Linked DNA regions of Mus musculus: region 1 is linked to region 2. A link is a contact called in public Hi-C data. All regions are on one chromosome and are shown on one strand. Each heading gives the region's core, a stretch centred on a gene start, on an enhancer-like site or on the middle of the called end of the contact. The rest is flanking DNA. Distances are from core to core; before and after follow the strand shown.

The links. Hi-C and Micro-C count contacts between places; a contact is called where the count stands out from the background.
Region 1: a contact with region 2 is called in a Hi-C map of the N1E-115 cell line, with 6 times the contacts expected there. The contact joins two enhancer-like sites. A contact is called at or near these places in 1 of 484 Hi-C or Micro-C datasets (the N1E-115 cell line) and 10 of 115 datasets of contacts at active chromatin or transcription factors (the NIH/3T3 cell line, bone marrow-derived macrophages, cardiomyocytes and 7 more).

What each region holds. Positions count from the first base shown.
Region 1 is chr14:25,369,518-25,373,473 of GRCm38.p6, reverse strand. All of the region lies in intron 1 of Zmiz1os1 (a long non-coding RNA gene), which reads left to right. Among named protein-coding and RNA genes, the nearest start is that of Gm41113, 7.8 kb to the left of the region's middle. Within about 2 kb of position 1,658, at least 161 of the 459 cell types and tissues checked have an H3K27ac peak or open chromatin away from gene starts, as enhancers often do. A contact at or near this core is called in the N1E-115 cell line, where this site is marked.
Region 2 is chr14:24,822,893-24,826,642 of GRCm38.p6, reverse strand. The region is part of intron 2 of Gm32008 (a long non-coding RNA gene); the gene reads right to left. Among named protein-coding and RNA genes, the nearest start is that of Gm31951, 5.6 kb to the left of the region's middle. Within about 2 kb of position 2,117, at least 48 of the 459 cell types and tissues checked have an H3K27ac peak or open chromatin away from gene starts, as enhancers often do. A contact at or near this core is called in the N1E-115 cell line, where this site is marked.

The sequences.
Region 1 (3,956 bases), core at 409-2,908, 550 kb before region 2:
TTGTGTCAGGAAGCTCTGCTCAGCCTGGGTGGGTCTGTTTTCCTGCAAAGAGCCTCCCACACTCAGTCACTGATGCAACCAGGGGAGGAAGAGACCAGGTAATCTGTGCCTGAGGCCTATGCTCTACCTGGGCACTGCCCAAAAGGAAACACTGTTTGCCAAGAAGTCTTAAGATCTTCCCCAGGAGTAGAGGATGGTAGAAGAGAGTCTTTACGCATGCAGGCTTGTTTTCTCGCCTGCCGACCGTTCATAGCTATCTCCAAGCCCACAACTAAGGCTGTGTTCTGTCTAGGTTTCTGGGTTATGGTCCTTCATACCCACCCCCTCCCCTGGCTCAATCTGTGCCTACCCTTTTCATTTTCTGATCCCACGGGCCTGACTTACCTTCGCCTGTTTGGGCCTCACTTTCATGCATCAAGTGGGACAAAGAACATTGGGAGCTCGGTAGCATTTGGAGGATCTGGTAGACTAACCAGTACCCATTACACATTAGTTTTTGAAAGCCTGTCAGTTAGATGTTCCTGACAGAATGCAGAATCCTTTCTCTGGGGTGTAAGAGACCTACAGATACTGATCCGAGGAGATGCCCATGCATAGAAGTTTATGGAAAATGTTGGGAGTGCAACTCTAGGGGGTGTTTATGAGCATGTATTGCTCCTTGGGACTGTAATGCATGCTTTAGGGGGCAGCTGGCCACTAGCTCCACCCAGTGCTCGGAGGATGCAGCGTCTGCAGCCACCAGTTTGCTCTGCAAGGATGTGGCTAGCTGGATATCACAAACCAGCCACAAGAGTCCAGTTGTCCTAAGGAGGTCAAGGGCCTCAAAGAGCCTTTGCTTTGGACCCCGTACTGTTCACATAATGGCCTCAATGCTCAAGTACTGGCCTGGGAGAATTCCTGCCTGTCCACTTATGCACGCATGTACATATGTATGCACACCATTCATACGCTTATGGGAACAGAACTGCAGACTGATTTATTTACTAGCACGGACAATCTGAGTGTCTTCCAGCTTGTCCTTTGTTCAGTGTCAGAATATGATGCCAGGTAATGCCCAGAAAGAATCTTCTATTTAGTTTCTGCTGCCTTTCAGCCATCCCCATTTTACTGGCTAGAGAACGGAGGTAAGAAGGGATAAGTGCTTTGCCTTAGGATCCAAAGCAAGGAAGTGACAGAGCCAGTAGCAACAAGAAAGGTACCAGGGTGTCCTGACCAGTGTTGGGGCTCCTCTGGGAGGTGGTGTCTGCCCCACTGGAGAGTGTGATTTAAGCATCTTCTCCACTCAGCACTCCCATTTTGCAGATTGGAAGAGTGACTGTGCTCACATCTGGTAAGCTCTGAGCAGGGGCTGTGGTTTCAGCCCACACAGCTGGGAAATTCCAGGCCTGAGGCTGCTGCTGGGTGCACAAGGTTCATTTAGAATCCAAATGAAAAATAATGATACTAAAAAGGAGCTTGACAAACACGGTTGCATACAGAAGCCTGGGGGCCGGCCATTTCCTGAGACTGCTCTTCAGGGCTGCCTGCCTGCCCAAGGCCTTGCCCACTGCTGGGGATCCTTGGCCAGCCAGCCGATGGCCCTGGCAGAGCCTCTAACTGAGCCCTACCCCCAGTCCTGCTGACACAGGCATCCTGGTCCCTTACCTCCCAGCCCTCCCTTGCCTGCTGGCAGGCTGTGGTAACAAGATGCCCTTTGTGTGTGTGTTGGGGGAAGGGGGCAGTGGGCAGCTCCTATGCTGCTTCTTGCTTCTGAGTCACAGCTCCTGCCAGCTCTGGGGACAGAGAGTTGCAGGTGACTGGCCAGGCGGCAAGAAGCCCAAGACCTTGGAGATGACCTCAGACAACCCCTTCCTCAAACAGTGGGGAAAGTGAGGCTGAGAAGGGGGAAGGGAGTGTCCTCTAGGCACTTGTTAAGGGGGAACATACTTCTGTAGCCAGGGGCTTCCACACTTGCAGGGACTTAGTAATATCCTTTGTTCACCAGAATAGCTACTGTGTCCAGGGACACATATGTACAAGCTCACACATGTGCATGTGAGCACATGTTCATAAGCATGTGATTGAATGAACTTGTGTCAGTATTCATGTTTCCCTAAGGTCCCCACACTTCCTCCAAGACTTTAAGGCCTGGCCTCAGGGACATTTGTCTATTCTGTCTGATGCAGAGGTGACCTAGGCTTGTCCTTACCCACTGCTTAAACATTTCCACCAAGGCAGCTGTGTGTCTGTGATGGGCAGTTCACTTCTTGACACGTCACGCCTGAGCCCGAGGTGATATGTCTCAGCTCCCTGACGTAGTGCAGTATGGGACTCACAGTGGCTTTAGACAGATGATATTTCTGAGGACACTGGCTCCAGAGCCAGGCTGCCAGGCTGACTTCTGGCTTCCTCATTTCCTGGTGTATGACTTAGGATCTTTACATCTTCTCCGGGTCTCCATTTCCTCATCTGTAAAGTGGAGACCTCAACAGACTTGCCTCTCAGGGTTGTTTTTTTTACACATTACAGGGATTGGTTTTTACCCATGAAGCTCTGAGAACTCCTAGCTGTCTCTGGCAGGCCCTTAAGGAGTATTAGAGTCTATTATTAGTGCTTTTCCTGAGCCCACGCAACCCCAAGGGAGATGCAGAGGTCTGGAGCTGACTTGGATTCACAGCCTGGTTGTAAGACTGAGGAGAGGACAGGTTTTTTTTGGTCTGCTGACAGATCAGCAACAGAAATGGCAGAGGCTTTTCTTGGGAGGACATGACTGTTCTGGGCTATGGCCTCCTGAATGTGGCCACTCTGAACTGTAGCTTCCAAATTTCAGCATCTCTGATGTCCCATGGGCCTCCCAGACACAGCAATAGCTAGGCTTCAGGAGGGAAGACAGTGAGGCCCCTGGCTAGAATGGGGGCTTTGGTGGCTTTGGCTGGCAGTACATTCTCTCTCGCTGCTGCTGTGATGCCTTACCTAATGCTGGGATGACCATCTGGGTCCCAGGGCTCTGAGGGGACCTGCCGGCCATCTGCCTGCTTGGCATTGCCTGCTTCCGAGAAGCAGCAGGGTGGCTTGGGCAAAGCAGCCCCCATCCGCTTCCTCCCCCACTACCTACCACCATTCTCTGGCTGCCATGAGGATGCTCATCTTAGGTTCCTGCCCCGATTTTCCATGCATATACACAAAGCCCAGGAATTAGGAAGCCCAGCTGTCCTACCTGTCATTGCAAAGGTAGGAAAGTCATGTCACTCTCCTGGATTCAGGCTTTCAGTTCATACAGTGCACAATGCAGGTTCCTGTGTCCAGATGTTGTGTCCAGTCAATGCTGCCTGAAGACCTAGAGTCTGACTTGAGGGGAGGGAATATTATGGATTTAAGGGAAAGGGAAAGCTCCCCATGGTCATCTGGGAGCCTGGGGCCAGGTATAAATTATCTATATTCTCAATAAGTCACATTTACCCAGGTACAGGGATGGGTTCTTTGCATGGTTATAGTGATGGTTTATATATGCTTGGTGGCACTATTAGGAGGTGTGGCCTTGTTGCAGTAAGTGTGTCACTGTAGGCATGGACTTTAAGACCCTTGTCCTAGCTGTCTGGAAGCCAGTCTTCTCCTAGCAGTCTTCAGATGAAGATGTAGAACTCTCAGCTGTTCCTGCATCATGCCTGCCTGGATGCTGCCATGCTCCCACCTTGATGATAATGGACAGAACCTCTGAACCTGATGCCAGCCCCAATTAAATTTTGTTTTTTATAAGAGTTGTCTTGGTCATGGTATCTGTTCTCAGCAGTAAAACCCTAACTAAGACATTAATGGAGAGTTAGCCATCTATACCATCAGTTTTCTGAAGCTAGGGCTCCTTGGCAGCCAAAGTAGGAGCAACCCTGGGGTATCAGCATGATAAACTCTAGGGTAAAGTATCCTTTGTTCATTTGTTTTTCCATTCAGGGTTTCTCTGTATAGCCCTGGCTGTCCTG
Region 2 (3,750 bases), core at 868-3,367:
TCTTGGCCTGGAGGCGGGGTGGCAGATGCAGAAAGAGAAAGAGAGAGAGAAAAAGGAGCTATTCATATTTTTGCAAAGGCATTGCTTCCTCCCACCTGATGGAGGAGGCCACTCTGGAAGCTGGTGGTTGGGGACATGGGGGAGGGGCTGGTGGTGGGGAGGGAAAGACAGCAAGACGAGGGGAAAGGTCATTAGCAGAGACCAGGAAGAAGTGACGCCAGGCACCATCATTAACCTAACCGAACTAATTAGGAAACATTCAAGTTTTATAAATTATGCAAGACGCTCAATTTATACTTTTTCAAATTCCTACCATAACATAGATAATGAGGGAACATTTACAGTAACAGTGTAACCTAATCAAGAAACCCTTTCATTAGCATGAAATCTTCCAACACGGTGTTTGCGAGCACAACAAACGGAATTATAGATGCCAGGGGAGGCCGGGGCTGGGGGCGGGGAGCTGGATTGTGGGGAGGAGGGGCAGGGGTTGTCTTTTGCTTAAGTGGCAAGGCCCCTAGCTCTTAGAAGTCATCCCCTCCCATCCTCAGCATGAAACGGGGCTCTCTTTGCATTCAGTCTTGCCAAAGGAATGGAAAGGTCTGGAAGGACCTTCTGACTTACTATACTCTAGATGATTTACAACTACCTCCTCTGTCTTGGCCCTCTAATCCTGGGAGACAGATAACTACAGCATAGATCAGCCTTTTCCACAGGCCTGGTTTTTCCCTGCAGAGGTCAGAAGTCAAAGTCTGCTGAGGCTCAGGCTCCATGAATGCAGATAGATGCCGTCCACTGCTATAACTTTGCCTGATGGTTCCGAGTTCACCACTGGTAGATGGAATACAGTGAGCACGGTCCAAGAGCTACTGGGGAATCCCAAGACTCAAAGAGATTCTGACATATCACCCGATTCCCAGATCAGTAAAACCAGCTGGAACCCACAAGAGAAATCCATACCAATAGGGCATGATGGTAAGTGCCTGTTATCATACCAATGGGAAGATAGAGGAAGGAAGACTGGGAGTTTCAGTATCAGCCTTGTCTACATTTCATGGTTGAGATCAGCCTGGGCTATATGAGAGCCCATCCCGAGGGAAACACCTTGCCTGCTAAAAAATGAAGAACCCTTTTGAGGCCTTGGGGAAGGGGTAAAACCTTTGGTCTCTTCTGCTGCTGGCTTCTCTGTACCAGTGGTTGAACAGAGGTCCCTACTATTTAGTGTAGTCTGCTATCAAAACACAACCATAGATTGTATTTCAAGAATGTGATTTATTTCCCGCAATGCCAGTGACCAGAAATCTAACATCAAGGTGATGCTGAGTAGACTTTGTTCCCAGGCTAATATACTTGTCTCAGGCTGTGTGCTGTGTAGTCACAGGAACGCTTCTTTGTATAACCTTTTGTTATGAAATTACCAGTCCATCCAGAGGTCTCCCCTGAGACCTTACCTAACCCAAATTTACCTTATGAAAGCCCCATATTCAATTATGATCTCACTAGGTATTGAGGCTTCAATGTATGAATCTTAATATATGAAACATTCAGTCACTAATACTCCCCCAAATGAATGTCTACCTAGGATATGTGGATATGACATGGTTTGGGATAGAGATACAGGTCTTCAGGAATGTCAATCACTTATGGATCCTGAGACCCTGTCATGCTAGGGTACCAGAATGGCTCGATGTTCGGATCCAGTCATGGTGGAGCCAGCACTGAGAAGACAGAGGCAGCAACTTCAAGCCAGGGGCAGCCAAGGGCAGCCAAGGACAGCCAAAGACAGCCAAAGACTGCAGTAAGCCACCAGAAGTTGGGAGAACAAGGAAAGACACCCTTTCCAAGTTCACAAAGATATTGCTGTCCTATACCCACAAAGGTCATGAGTTGTTAAAGCTTGGTCCTTAAGCAATGGTTAGAGACTTTGGGGAACTGACTACCTCATGAGGACCTTGACCCCATCAATGGATGACTCCTAATTTGATGACATTATTGGGAAGTTGGGGACACTGAGAGGCAGTACCTCAGCTGGGAAAGTAGGTCATTGGGAGTGTGCACTTGCCTTTGTGCCTGGTCCTTTCTCTGATCTCTGTCCCTTTGTTTCCCAGTTGCCATGAGACAGAGCAGCTTTCTCCCACCACGTGGGATTCATCCTAGTCGCTGGCACATGACAACAGAGCCAGCCACCCATGGTTGTACAAGCACAATCCACAGTAATCCAAGCCCCCCTTTAAGTTGGTTTCTTCATGTATTTAGTCCCAGCAGTGAAATCTTAATACCAAACTTGAGTTGGCACTTTGGTGCTATGAGAGAAGACGCTGTTATTTCTATACAACCAAGTTTGTGGTCATTTGTGGAAGCCTCAAGAATGAGCCTCAGTATCTGTAGCAATAATGACAGCATCCTCTGCAGCAATAATGACAGTGCCCAGTACAGAGTAAATATTAATGAATGTAAGTAGCTGTTAGGAGTTAGATGCCACCTATGCCCATGGATTCTACCCCATCGGATTTAACTCTCCTTTCAAAGGCTAGGATGTTCTCCTTCCACCTTTAGGGACCTGAAGGTGAGAATCGATGCTCACCTAAGCACCCCCAGTTCCATTCCCTGCCTCTTCTCCCATGGGCTTAGACTGCACTGTTCCCATAGCTGCCTTCTGGGACAGAAATCCACGAGATGGATACAGGCCATGCTATGACAGAGCCTCCCTCACTTGCCCTAGAAGCCTTCATGTACCCCTGTCATTCTCTAACATATTCATTAAAAATAAATGCAAGGATCTCCTGAATATCCCAGGACATACTTATAGCTAGAGATAGTGTTTTAAAGATGGTGTATCCTTAATGCTCAGACTTCACACTGGCATCTCCCCTCAGACTACCTTTTTTTTTTTTTCGCCACATTCCAACCACCGATCAGGACTGCATTTTGTGGAAAGGGAATGTTGAGGGCAAACTCTGTCTTCCTTGTAGATTTTTTTTTTTTTGAGACCCTGGGTTCTTGTAGAAGTCCAAGCTCCTAGTCCAATGGTGAAAGGGTCTGCCTTTCACCAGGCTCTGGCTCCTGCCTCCACATTCCCCTGGAGCTGAGGGGAGATTGGAGGTACTATCATGAAGACTGTGGTTGCTGTAACCATCCAGAGCGCATGCTTCAATTACACACTCTTCGGGTCTCTGGTGCAGAGAAGCCCACGTCAGCGCTAGGGAGTGTTCTCTCCCACATCATTACCCAGCTTTCCATATTCTCCTCAGTCATCTGCAAGCTGTGGGCTGTAAATCCTGCCCGGGGGAGGCAGGGGCAGTGGAGCCCGCTCTACCTTCCCAGATGCGTGGGAGGGATGGCTCTGGAGCTTTTCCCTCCCTGCTCTGGCTTCACCAGCTCGCTCGCAAAGGACAAGGGAACAGCAACACTTCCCAAATCACTCCCAAATGTTCCTCTAAAAACCTCCGGCTGACTCTGAATGCCAAGGAATTGTTCACAGGGTGACAATTTCATAGATCTTGGTCAGGGAACAGAAATCTCTGGTTTGGAGGTGGGGCGATTACAGCCCCAGTTCTGGCAAGCACTTAAGCAGTTATTCCCAAATGTGTAGCTGCTTGGCACCAAAGCCACACACATCTGGGATTGTGACTAGAGGTTTGACATCCAGAGGTGAGAGTTCAGCTCCAGCCAGTATGCACGAGAGGCTGCAATAAGTTCCCTTGGGGCAGTTCTCCTGGCAGTGTACCTGAGATCCCCGACCCCCATATC